Linked DNA regions of Zea mays: region 2 is linked to region 1. A link is a contact called in public Hi-C data. All regions are on one chromosome and are shown on one strand. Each heading gives the region's core, a stretch centred on a gene start, on an enhancer-like site or on the middle of the called end of the contact. The rest is flanking DNA. Distances are from core to core; before and after follow the strand shown. Region 1 holds the start of LOC100382524. Region 2 holds the start of LOC100272655.

Region 1 (6,253 bases), core at 2,688-5,187:
AGACTCTAATTGCTCAATTTTAGTTGATAGCTCACAATTCAAATTTGCAAATGTTTCAAAATTTTCTAGTAAACATTTATAATCATTTTGAGAGCTAATCAACTTATTTTTTAAAGTTTTAAGTTGAGCCTTTTGTTTAGTGCATACATCCTGAAAAAATTTTATGACTTCCGCAAGCTCATCTATGGAGGGCTTTCCCTCACCTTCATCATCACTAGAGGATGGAATACTCATTTTACCTCTTGCCATAAGGCACTTGCGTGATGACCGTGATGAGGATCGGTGGCTGCACGTCCTTGGAGGTTCATCTTCGCTTGAAGAGTCATCCCAAATTTTGACACTTGTAAGCGCCTTGCATTTGCTCCTCCCCTTCGTGGGTTATTTGGACAATTGTCCCTGGAGTGGCTCTTCTCCCCGCATGCGAAGCATCCTCTCTTTGTTTGCTTTTTCCTGTCAATGTTAAAGAGAAGATCCTCGACCTGCAAGGGCACACCCATTAGATTAATCTTGCGAATCATCCCCATTACCTTTCCAACGCGCCGGATTGTTTCTTCGTCCTCGAAGGTTGATGTTGATGGTTGATTATCATCATCATCATCACTTTCTTCTTCTTCCTCTTCATCACTTGTGAAACTTGGAGCAGGAGCCTTCTTCTTTCCTTTACTCTTTTCATCACATGCAAAAGCATATGGCCTTGAAGAAGTTGGCTCCTCTTGTCAACCCATTTTTCATGACATCTCAAATTCCGCAATTTTCCCAATCACAATGGCCGGGATCATTTGACTAAAGTCCTCCATGTTGTGAAGAATGGTGATGATGCTCCCATATCTTTGTTGTGGTAGTAGGGAGATAATCTTCCTCACAATGTCCGCATCACCTAGCTTATTAATGCTAATAGAATTGAGCTCATTGATGATTAGATTCAAACGAGAATACATATCTCTAATAAGCTCATTATCCTTCATAGCAAAAGAATTGTACTCATTTAAGACTAGACAATGTTTTTGCTCATGGACATAGAATGTGTCATCATGAAGCTCATGCAATTTTGGCCAAATCTCATTAGTAGTTTTTATTGTAAAAACTTGATTAAAAATATCCATGCTAAGAGATTCATACAAGCAATTTTTGGCTCTAGCATTTAAATGAATTTCTTTTTCCTCACTCGTGGTGGGGTTCTCGAGATTCTTGGGAGGTTTCATCCCGTCACGAGTGACTCTCCAAACACCTAGATCAACGGCCTCTAGGTAACAAGCCATTATAGCACTATAATATGGGAAGTTAGTGCCATCGAAGTGTGGTGGCCTACGGGTATCCATCCACTTTCTCTAAAAAGTGTTGACTCTTTTAGCGGTGAAGCTAAAGTGTTTCAAATGAGCCAAACCAGGCTTTGATACCAATTGAAGGAAACAGTGATGCCTAAGAGGGAGGGGAGTGAATTAGGACTTTTAAAACTTTCTCTAAACTAGGCCATAAATAAAACCTAGAGCAAAACCTATGCAAATAATCAAACCAGAATGTGCAAACTAGGTTTTGTCTAAGTGTTGCTATCTCTACCGCAAAGGCTAAGTTTCAATCTAAACAATCTACCAAAAAGACAAGATTGAAACTTAAATACTTAATGTAAATGCGGAAGGTAAAGAGCAAGGTAGAGATGCAAATTCTCGTGGATGATGCCGATATTTTTACTGAGGTATCTCGAACCACGCAAGGTTCCGACTAATCCTCGTTGATACCCCTACGCAAAGGGTAGCCCACGCGAGGGCCAAGCACCACGGTCGAGTAACTCCGTAGAGAGTCACGGGCCTTCTCCACGTGCAAGTGGTGCTCTGCTTCTGGCTCCTCTCGGACGCTGTCCGCCGTCTCCACTATCGAGCTTTCGGCTGAAACACCACGGGCCTCGTTCCCTCTGGTACACGGTGGCGGCCGTAACACAAACACAGTTGTCACGGTCTCGCAAGAGTCTCGCCCCACTCGGTACAATTACAACGACTCACGTAAGAGCCGAGGGGTTGTGTGGTTTTTCTAAACTCACTCAACTGACTAGGATTCACCTAGAGCAAGCGCATAAGCGGTCTAACTAACCTAAACACTTCACAAAGCATCTACGCTAATCACTGAGTGATTCTATTAAGCACTTTGGTGTTTGAGCACTTGGAAATGTCTACAATATGCCTTGATATGTTGCTTGGGCTCCCACACCTTGAAATGGCCGGTTGGGGGTATTTATAGCCTTCCCCCACAATTATAGCCGTTGGACAGAAGCAACAGTTTTCTGTCGATGGGCACACCGGACAGTCCGATGCACACCGGACAAGCACTGTTCACTGTCCGGTGCCCTGCCACGTCAGCCGACCCTTGGGGTCTGTAGCAGTCGATCGTTGGATCTGACTGTTACCCAGACTGTCCGGTGCTACAGACTGCCCGGTGTCCCACCGAACAGTCCGTTGTGGGCCTCTCTGCGCAGACTGCCCGTTGTCCCACCAGACAGTCTAGTGTACATCGGACATGTTACTGTTCAACTGTCCGATGCACCACTAGTGCGCTGGCTGACTGCCCACTTCATGGATTTCTTCGCTGTTTCTTTTGGGCTTCTTTTCTTCTTGAGACTTGGGCTTCTACACATCTTTTATGTCTTCTTTTAAGGTGTTGCATCCTTAGTGTCTTAGTTCAATCCTCTTCGCATCCTATAAACATAAGCATTAGCAAACATATTAGTCCACATGTTATGTTGATCATCAAACATGAAAACCTTTTGAGCCAAACGGCCCGAGTCCATTTTCCTTACACAAACAAAGAGCACAACTGTATCATCAAGATGAGGCCTCTAGGTGCACATAGGACAACATCATTGACCATTTCATGTAAAAATTCCAAGCTAACCACATGAAAAACAAACTCGCAACAACTATACCTAGCATAACAAAGTAGATAGGACATCCTCAAATCAACCAAAATAGGCTAGAACAAATCAAGAACAATATGTATTGAAGGAAACCCTAACAGAATCAGGGACCAGGAAAAATAGAAGATTGCGGGTGAATTTCACCTTGGGTTCGAGGTCGTTGCAATAGAGAGGAATCAGATCTGAAAGTAGAGGAAGCCGATCGGCATGGTGGGGGAGCAGATGGGGACGAAGAGGAGAGGAAGAAGTCCAACAGCTCGGAGTCCTTGCAGTCGCTGGAGCAGCGTCACGCCGACGAGTCTCGAAGTTGGGCGAACAGAGTCGAAGGCCACCGATGGAGGTCGCCGGCACCACACACCACTGCTCAGCACCACCGGTATCTCACGAGAGAGGAATGAGGGCAACGAGCTCAAAGAGTAAGGAAGGACACACAACGAAATCAGCTTAAGTACGAGAGGATTCGTCGATACTGAGCGCGTGCGGAGGTTTCACCTTCCCGCGCGAGCCACCAGCCACAAAGGAAAATAGCTCGTCTTGTGCTGCGCACAGCCAAGCTTTGAGAAAACGAACTGCTAACTGTTTCCCCACAACCATGCAAAAACTTAGACTTTGCACGCGTATGACTTAGGGTATGCTTGGTTTGCAGTCTGAAAATTTGCCTAGGCCAAACAATACTTTCCAGGCGTAGAATTTTCATCGGCTGGGCTCAAATTGTTGCCTAGATGAAAAGGTGCCTTGCATACAGTAACCAAACACACACTTAACTACTTAAACCACACGAGAAAATTTGTAGCTCGAGAGCACAGTGGAGTCTCAAACAGTCAAACATGCCCTTTGTAACTGGAGGCTGGAGCCCTTCAAAGAAAAAAAAAAACGGGGGCCCCTCATCGGCCTGCCTACCTTTGCCGAAATTGTGTAATGCGCGTGGCGGGCTGGATTTCCGCGTCCCGTACTCGTCCAAATTCTCCTCGTCTCGTCTCCCATGTGACCCATCCAACCGCCCTCTCCTCTCTTCCTCTTCCTCGCACCACCTCCACCACCACCCTCCTCTCTTCTCGCCTCCACCACCAAAAGGGGTGAGAGGCACGGGGACCGCCCGCCTCGCTCGCTGGCCTGCACACTGGATTCGGCGCCGCGGCGGTAGTTGCAGCGGCGGCCTGGCAGGGAGATGTCTTCACGCTCGGGGTCTACGAGCGGCGGGAGCACCGGTGGCGGCAGCAGCGCAGGGGGAGGCGCCGCGGTGCCGCTGGCCTTGCTGCTGAGGCGGGAGGTGGCCAGCGAGCGCACCGCATCGGAGCGACCGGAGCTGCACTCGGGCCTCTTCAGCCAGGCCAAGAAAGGCGAGGACTTCACATTCCTCAAGCTCGAATGCGAGCGCGTCCCCGGCGTCCCGTCCTCCTCCTTCTCCGCCTTCGGCGTAAGCGCAGCCCCCCGTTCTCTCTCTCTATCCCCTCCCATCGCGATCGCTGCCCCCGATCTGGCGTCACGTGGATCGCTGCCATGCCTGGAGGCATCTAGGTGGGGTGGCGATGAACGATCGGCTAGGGTGCGCCAAATATTATAGGTTTCAGGGTGAATTTCGTATTTGGGATATGTGGGTGTCGGCAATTAGGATTCGTCTCGTGCGGAACAGGAGCTCTGATTTTGCCATTTTGGGTCGCATTTCACTTATCCTTGGTATGGAACATCCATGACAACCCTTCACGGTCTACTCGCATCGATGTATAAAAGAAGGGTAACCCATAAAGGAATGCCTTCATGCGATGCTCCTTCTACGCCAACGTAGGTGGTTAAAAGTGTTTATATAGGAAAATGCATGCTTGAGCTTGGATCACCAAACAAGCCCTATTTCTAAGCGCTGTCTTCATGTTACAGCTGTTTGATGGGCACAATGGGAACGGGGCCGCAATTTACACCAAAGAGAATCTCTTGAACAACATCTTGAACGCGGTCCCTGCTGATCTCAACAGGGAAGACTGGCTTGCTGCACTCCCAAGAGCGCTGGTTGCTGCATTCGTTAAAACGGATAAAGATTTCCAGACTAAAGGTGTGTGATACAAAAACTAATGCACCATCGATTAATATCTATTTATTGTGTCGATGAACTTGTCTATCTGTCTAGGTTCTTTTCCTTGTCTGTTATCTTGTAGAGACAACATAAATAAGATTGAGATCTGATATCATAATTTCGGATGTTATTGTGTCTATCGCCACTGTCATACATACACAACATATTCGTGTAGCACATATCTAAAATCTATTTTTTAGAACAACGCAGGAGAACTGTGTGTCATTTCATTAAGGAAGAAAATAATTTGTTACAATGGGGGTTATAACACCCCCAACACACTTGAAACACACTACACAACAACTGAACACAACCACCCTAAGACCACTCTAGGCCACACCAGCCTAATGGGTAGGAGCCTCCCATAGGAGGAGCTTCATGGGGTTAGAAGCCCCAGCCAGGCACCACATATGGGAATCAGCGGTCACTTGAGCCTAAATCGTTTGAGTCCAAGGATGAGCACCATTGAACACGCAAGCGTTTTCTGTGCTTCCACAACTCGCAAGTGACCAAGATGGCCAAGGAATTGAACCCTTTTTTAAACTCTTTGGGGATAGCAGCTGCTGCCTTACTCCATCAGGACCAGAACCGGCTAGAGGCATCGGGGCGTGGAACCATGTTAAGGTTGAGTTTCCTCAAAATCCTTTCCCAAACTTCTCTGGACAGCACACAGGAGAATAGAATATGCTGAATGGTTTCCTCCGCCTAATCACAAAACCGGCATGCTGGCTGATGGGGCAGCCCTCGCTTAGCCAACCTATTTGAGGTCTAGCACCTATTGTTGATAGCCAACCAAGCAAAGAACTTGCAATTTGCTAGAGCCCAACTTTTCTAGATTTTTCTCCATGGAGAAAACTGAATGGTTCCTATAAACATCGCTTGATAGGCTGATTTACAAGAATAAGCTCTAGAAGAGGATGACTTCCAAATATGTCGGTCAGGAATTTCAGGCTGCAACACCATTCCATCCACCAAATCCAGATTGAAAGATAATCAACAAGGACTTGAGCTATGAGTGCTCCTTTGATATCAACCACCGAAGATCTGTTCACAAGTGTAAGCAACGAGACTCTTACTCTAATCGAGAGGATGACACTATGAGTTGGAGCAATTTTTCTTGTTTATTCCCCACACACTACACAATGCCATACCCTTCTAAGGGTTGGGGTTACATATTTATATCTCTAAGGGCTGCCGAGCATACACTAAGGTGCTCCTAGAGATGCTACACATACAGAGATGTTGTTTCTCTAAGACTACAAAGGTGCTGTCCATCAAAG
Region 2 (6,253 bases), core at 2,525-5,024, 220 kb before region 1:
TGTAGCCCATCTTCTCTAGCCTTCGTCTGATAATGAAGCTCGTGCACTCGGCAGAAAGCTTCGGCAAGCGGCTCCACCCCTTGGCTTCGAAGACCCCAGATAAAGACGCTGAGCCTAATGATGGCGTTAGGGGTCAGCTTATGAAGATAAATTTCAAAATCTTCCAAAACATCCCCAATCATTTCATGCAAAGGAAACCTCAATCCTGCCTTGAAGAAACTTCTGTAAACTACCACATCATCATTTTCTGGCTTCGGAGTAGTTTCTTCCTCGCCAAAACGAATCAGCTTCTTCTCGGCTTCCCCGAAGTAGCCTAGCTTTATCATCATAGGCATATCAGCTTCGGAGACAGTCGACTTTCCAAAATCCAAGTGGCTGGGTTTGGATGGCATAATGGTGTTGTAATCTATCTCTTTTTCACCAGCATCACCCTCTTCAATATCAGCCTATTCAGCTTCGGCAGCAGGTGCACCTTCGTCAGAGGCACCCTCCGTCACAACCAGTCCCGACTGCCTCATTACTTCGGAGATTGGGGCAGTCTCAGCAGCTTCTGCCTCTTCTCCGTCGCATGTAACTCTAGCTGTTGAGCGCACTCTGGCCATTTGATACTGAATTCCTTGCGGTTTTGACGAAGATGATGACCTTTTGCAATTTTACCGAAGCTCCCTCTTATGACGAAGCTAAAGCAAGGCGATGTCTTGATTGAGAATGCGATGAATAAGCTTCAGCCATGGCCAAATTTTTCAGCAGCACAACAGTGCAATAGTAATAAATGTTGTGGTAACTTCACAACTACCTGTCTGTTTATATAGTGCTGCAGGTGGGAAAGTGAATCGTCAAGCCGCTCGCACACGCTGAATAGTCGCCCGCACCCACTGAACGGTGGACCACAGTGCGCGAGAAGGTGAATCACCAGATTGCGCGTACCTGCCGTATGGTGGGACCACCTTGCACTCGGAATATTTAATTGTTTCTCGACAACGAGCTCAGGGAAGGTGTTTTCGGACCTTCGGCATTCCGAAGCCTAAGAGAATTTTTCACGGGTCGAGCTCGTCACGAAAAACGATCTGGCACAGTGAAGGGGCTACTGTTGGGGGTCTGCTTCGTCACCGAAGGTCCTGTAAAGAAGAAACACCTTTGGGAGATCAACATAGAAGCAAAGCCGAAGCTATCATCCAGGGAGCTTCGACATAGTGACACGCTGTGAAACGAAGGGTGGCACCGACTTAGAGATGAAAAGACCGATTAGCCCATGTTAATCTGTGTCATGATTGTAATCAGTTATAAAGGACATGAATGTAAATCCACACAGGCTGCGTCCTGTGCCTATAAATAGATGAACAGTACCCCCGTACTGTTCACGCTGACTTGTGTTCACTCGCACGTCGCCTGTTTTTCACCTTCTGTCAAGCCGAAGGTACAAATGTAATTTGACATTATTCATATTTGTTCATATAATAAAAATATCTTAATAATGTTATATAATTATTCACGTTGTCTCTTATATTTCATATGATTCTTTTTTCATTAACATATGTTGCAATCATGAAGGTATGTCCTTCATGACCTTCGTCTGAAGATCATTATATCCTAAGGGAAATAATGCTTCGAAGGATGAAGGACTTTAACCCTTAACATTTTGTGTTGCCTAGTTCTTAATTCATAGCATTTGAGAACAAGTCCCCAACAGAATAGCAACTAAATAATGCTATATGGGAGGGAACCAAACACTTAATAGCGAGGCGCAATACAACTCAAGCAAGAAACTATAGCCAGGCATAGGTTCTATGAACTTTCTAACCCAAAATTATAACCTAACTTAAATAGCATGCCAACTAAGCAAAGCAGTACACTAATTTTAAGTCTAACGGATAATACATTATCAAAAGGCATAGAGCCTTGCAAAACTACATTCTCCATAATATGGATACTTAAGACACTTATACCTCTTCTACTATGGGATTTCTCGTATTTCGACTGAAATCGGCTCGCTAACTCTACTCGCTTCCAATTTATTCAGAAACGCCGCACACTTATCTAATATTTCGGCTACAAGGAATAACAAAAATGCGCGCCGATATTAGATTCAGCTCAAACATCTACATCGATCAATGAATACTAATTCGGACTTTTCGTCGATCACACGTTAAATATTGCAATCTATTCCACTAATCCATTTATTAAAATAAAATAAAATAATAGAAGCAGAGAATCAACTTACCCTACTAAAATCCGATTTGAAACCACGAAATCGATGGCGCTATCCGGTCCGCGCACAACACCAACACCTGACAAGCTTTGCATTAGCGGTTTCCTTTCGTCTTCTGGCGCAACAACGACACAAAAAAACTGCGTCGCAAGGAGAAGCTCAATAGTATTTTATTGACGAATAGATAGCGCGCGAGTCACAACGGGAAAGGGCTCGACACGTCAAAGCATGCGAAGGCACGGTCAGTGATGTTGCTGTACATGACGCGGAGACATACGACGGCTACATGGATAGTGTTGGGCATAGCCGAGTCCGCGCAGAGCTCCAAATCGATGGCCACCAGGACGAGCTGGGACAATCGGACCTGACGATATCGGCTAGCTGGAGCGCTGGGAAGCTCGGCATACATGGCTAAGAAAATTGGCGAGCGTACGCGGGGCGAGCTCCATGGCCAGCAAGGCCGACACGACCAACCGGAAAGAGCTTCTGGAATGCGATCAGAACTAGAGATGGACGCGTGGCTAGAGACCCAAGCATTCGAGACCGACGAACGGCGACGCGAGGAGCAAGGCGAGCTCTACAGCATCGGCAACGACACAACATCGACAAGAACACCGTGCGCAGCCATGGACGACTTGGGCGAGCTGCGCGACGGCGCGCGACCATGGGCAAGCACGGGCATGGGAGGGACACCAAGGGAGCTCGACAAGGGCGAGCTCGGACAAAAGCACGCGCGGCAAGGATAGTTGACGACAAGCTAAAACCACCGGAGGCGAGGGCGCTTGAGACCGTCCAGGGAGAATCGACCGTGGCCATGGATGAAGTTCAGCTTGGGTCGGGCGAGATTCGAGCTGGGGAAAACGCCGGCGAGCCATAGCAGGGACCAAGCAGAGGGAACCGCTCGGCGAGGCGCGATAGGTGGCGCACCGGCTAACCATGGCGGGGTCGACAACTGGTTCACACATTTTGCTGAACATGTGGTACACAAACTCGAGCCTAGGCATGAACGCGAACTAGAGTAGCACAGAGCGCGGCCAGATATTACTTCTGCAGACCTGCACGATGTCCCGGTGGCGTTTTCTGGTGGTAGCAAGATGAGCAGGACCGTCGAAGGTGCTTGGGGCAGAAGCAGGGTTGAGCAGGGAGGGATCCACATCCTTGGGCGCCGAGAGCCAGCGGCGTTCGACGTCGAGGACCGAGGAGGGGCGCAAGCACCATGGCCAAGAAGATGGGGCGACCGCTGGTGAGGAGCCTAGCTCTAGGGAGCCGCGCAAGGGGGAGCTGGAGACCGAGTTGGGGGTGGACGTGAGCTCCAGTAGGGAGATGCGTGGGAGGAGATCCTGGGCGCCATGAGGGAGCCGCAGGGGAGGAGCTTGGCTGGGAAAGGGATGAGGGAGGGGATCCGAGCTAGGGCAGGGATGACCGGCGAGCTCGCCATGGGAGGGATTCCGAGCTGGGGCCATTGACGCGCGGAGGGAGCCGCTCGGCAGGGAGTGGGCATGGGCGCGGCAGACGAGCAGAGGGGAGAGGGAGGGGCGCGACACGGCTGGGAGCTTGGGGGAGAAAAAGCCGCGGCTCGAGCAGGAAACGGGAGCAGCGCGCGTGGAGAGGGAAGGGAGGGCGCGGGCTTGGGGAGCAGAAGATGAGCACACGACGAGGAGATGAGGCCAACGACCGTAGGCGGTGAAAAATATCAGACGAGAACAGTGGCAGAAAAATCAAGGAAGAGAGAGGTCGGCTGAAAAAAAAAATCCAAAGGGGAGGAGCGGCGGCAGATTTTTCTCCCTTTTTTCTTTTTTTTTAACAGAGAATCTCAGATATTTTGGATCACGATTTTTAGCAATAAACAAAGGGTCGAATAATTAGGATCGACAGAAACAATTGAACAGGATTTGATTTGGCGAACACTCAGAAGTCGGATGAATTCGTACCGTTAATTCACATTTTAAAGATTTAGATCTGGACGAGAAATGACATACCGAAATAAACTGATTTCGGCTTTGATAATTTTCTCTTAAAACTTTATTCGTCGAATTCTAAATAAATTTGTTTTGGCGAAATTATAAGGCTGAGTTTTAGCCAGATGTCGACGGATCAATCCAACGATATCGGATTCGACATTTATTCTGCGGCCGATCCCTATTGAAATCGACCTGATTAACAATTATTCGATTTCGACTCTAGTTACCTTGGTCTGATCTCACTGTTAAACTGGTGATAAAAACCTGGGGTGTTACAACCCTCCCCCCTTAAAAGAATCTCGTCCCGAGATTCGGAGCGAGAACTTTTAAGAGTAGAGAAGAATGTAATTCCTGTCCATATCAGCGATAGTATAAGGTAGTTCCAAGCAAAGACGAGTGTCTTAGGATGGGGTTTCTCTAGTGGACATAACATGTATTGCCGTAAGCTAATTTAGAGATGTCCAACAATAGAGACGATGTCTGCCAGAAGAACACATAAGGTTCCATGTGTGCAGTTTGATTTTTCTGATGACACTGTACTATCTGAGTCTGTTGGGCGAGCGGTAGATATGTGACTCTACCCAAAAAGAACTAGATGCAACCTCTTGGGTAAAACACAAAAAAGAGATTTACCAACAAGTGGTCATTGGAAATTCATAGCACACAAGACGAGTATGGATGTCGAATAACATCACAATTAATTTGTGATTAGCCAGAAAATCCAAGTCCAAGAAAAATGATAGAGGCTTGAAAAATCACCAGCGAAGGGATCTGTAGATGCTGCCTTCGCAACCAATCCATTTTATCGAGCACTACTAATCATGGCTCGACTTGATCACACACGTCGAAAAACCATACGAGAGGCGATCGAGGCATGACTAGAGCGATAATTAGGTGGTTACTGGCCGACTTAATCTCAATTCTTATAAACACTTCCTTAAGATGGGTAGTACAAAAGTGAGTTTAGACAACTTGACAAAACGATTTCTAAACTCAACCTTTGTTCACAATGTAGTTACAAGTTATTAAAACGAACTTGTTGAACTACTTTTAACATTGAGCAAGTCTTCTTAGTACCCATCGGTAAGCCAAGGGTTGAGAGTTCACATTTGCTAGCAAAAGGTCATGCATTTGGGTAGAAATCCATTTGGACATGTTGTTCATCCGTTTTGTGTGCTAATCAGCTGTTTTCCAACACTAAAAGCTCCAAGGCTTCACCTTTACACAAAGGACGTAAAGGGAACTTGTATGCGTGCAGTCACTACCAAAATCAAAAGAAAAGAGACCACACATGAAAGTAGCATGCCCTTTTGATCCAATAGAGATGATAGATGTTGCTTGATCACTTGACAAACAACATAGAAATTGTTTCAAAGGAAATGTTTACGGAAGATCACACATTAGTGTAGTTCCATAACAGATTATGACTAGAGACCTCGATACCAGCATCCGACGAGTAGCACAGTCCTGTGTGCGCATTCACAGGAGGATCTCAGTTTCGTTGCGGCATCATAAGTCCTTAATCATGACACCATTACCAAACTGGCACCAATAATGAATCTCACATGGTAAGAACAATTTGTGTAGAGATAACATAACGATATAGTCTCATAATGGATTATGACTACTAACTGTGATACTAGCGCGCGTCAAGTAGCACAACCATGTGTGTACATTCACAGGAGGCCCTCGGTCTCATCACGACACCATTGGTTTTTGTCATAACACCATTACCAGACATAACCAATAAGAAATCTCGCGCGACACCAATGGATTGGGCAAGGGTGACAATATACAAAGAGATACTCTACTTGTAAGAATTATTACAAGTAGAGAGTCAAGTAGATCATGGACCGATGAAATGAACAAGGCATGGCCATAACCTAAATTGGTTGGTGAGGGAGTACGATGGGAGACTGTTAATTCAGCCCCAATCATATTTCTATGCCCATCGCAAAGATTACAAGGTCAAGGATTAGTATTTGATTAGATACGGAGGAAAAACAATCATAAGATTAAGTTGGTATGCCTTCGATAGATATGAGGAAACCAAAGGCATCAAACTTAAGAAAATGATCAGACA

The links. Hi-C and Micro-C count contacts between places; a contact is called where the count stands out from the background.
Region 2: a Hi-C map of ear shows a contact between it and region 1, with 3 times the contacts expected there. The contact joins the promoter of LOC100272655 here to the promoter of LOC100382524 in region 1. A contact is called at or near these places in 2 of 25 Hi-C or Micro-C datasets (ear and tassel).

The regions. Positions count from the first base shown.
Region 1 is chr4:127,242,716-127,248,968 of Zm-B73-REFERENCE-NAM-5.0, reverse strand. LOC100382524 reads left to right here and starts at 3,937. Exons shown (of 9, transcript NM_001361654.1): 1 at 3,937-4,322; 2 at 4,781-4,952. The coding sequence starts at 4,074.
Region 2 is chr4:127,463,834-127,470,086 of Zm-B73-REFERENCE-NAM-5.0, reverse strand. It overlaps LOC100272655, which reads right to left and starts at 3,774. Exons shown (of 1, transcript NM_001147113.1): 1 at 2,352-3,774. The coding sequence starts at 3,213. The coding sequence ends at 2,731.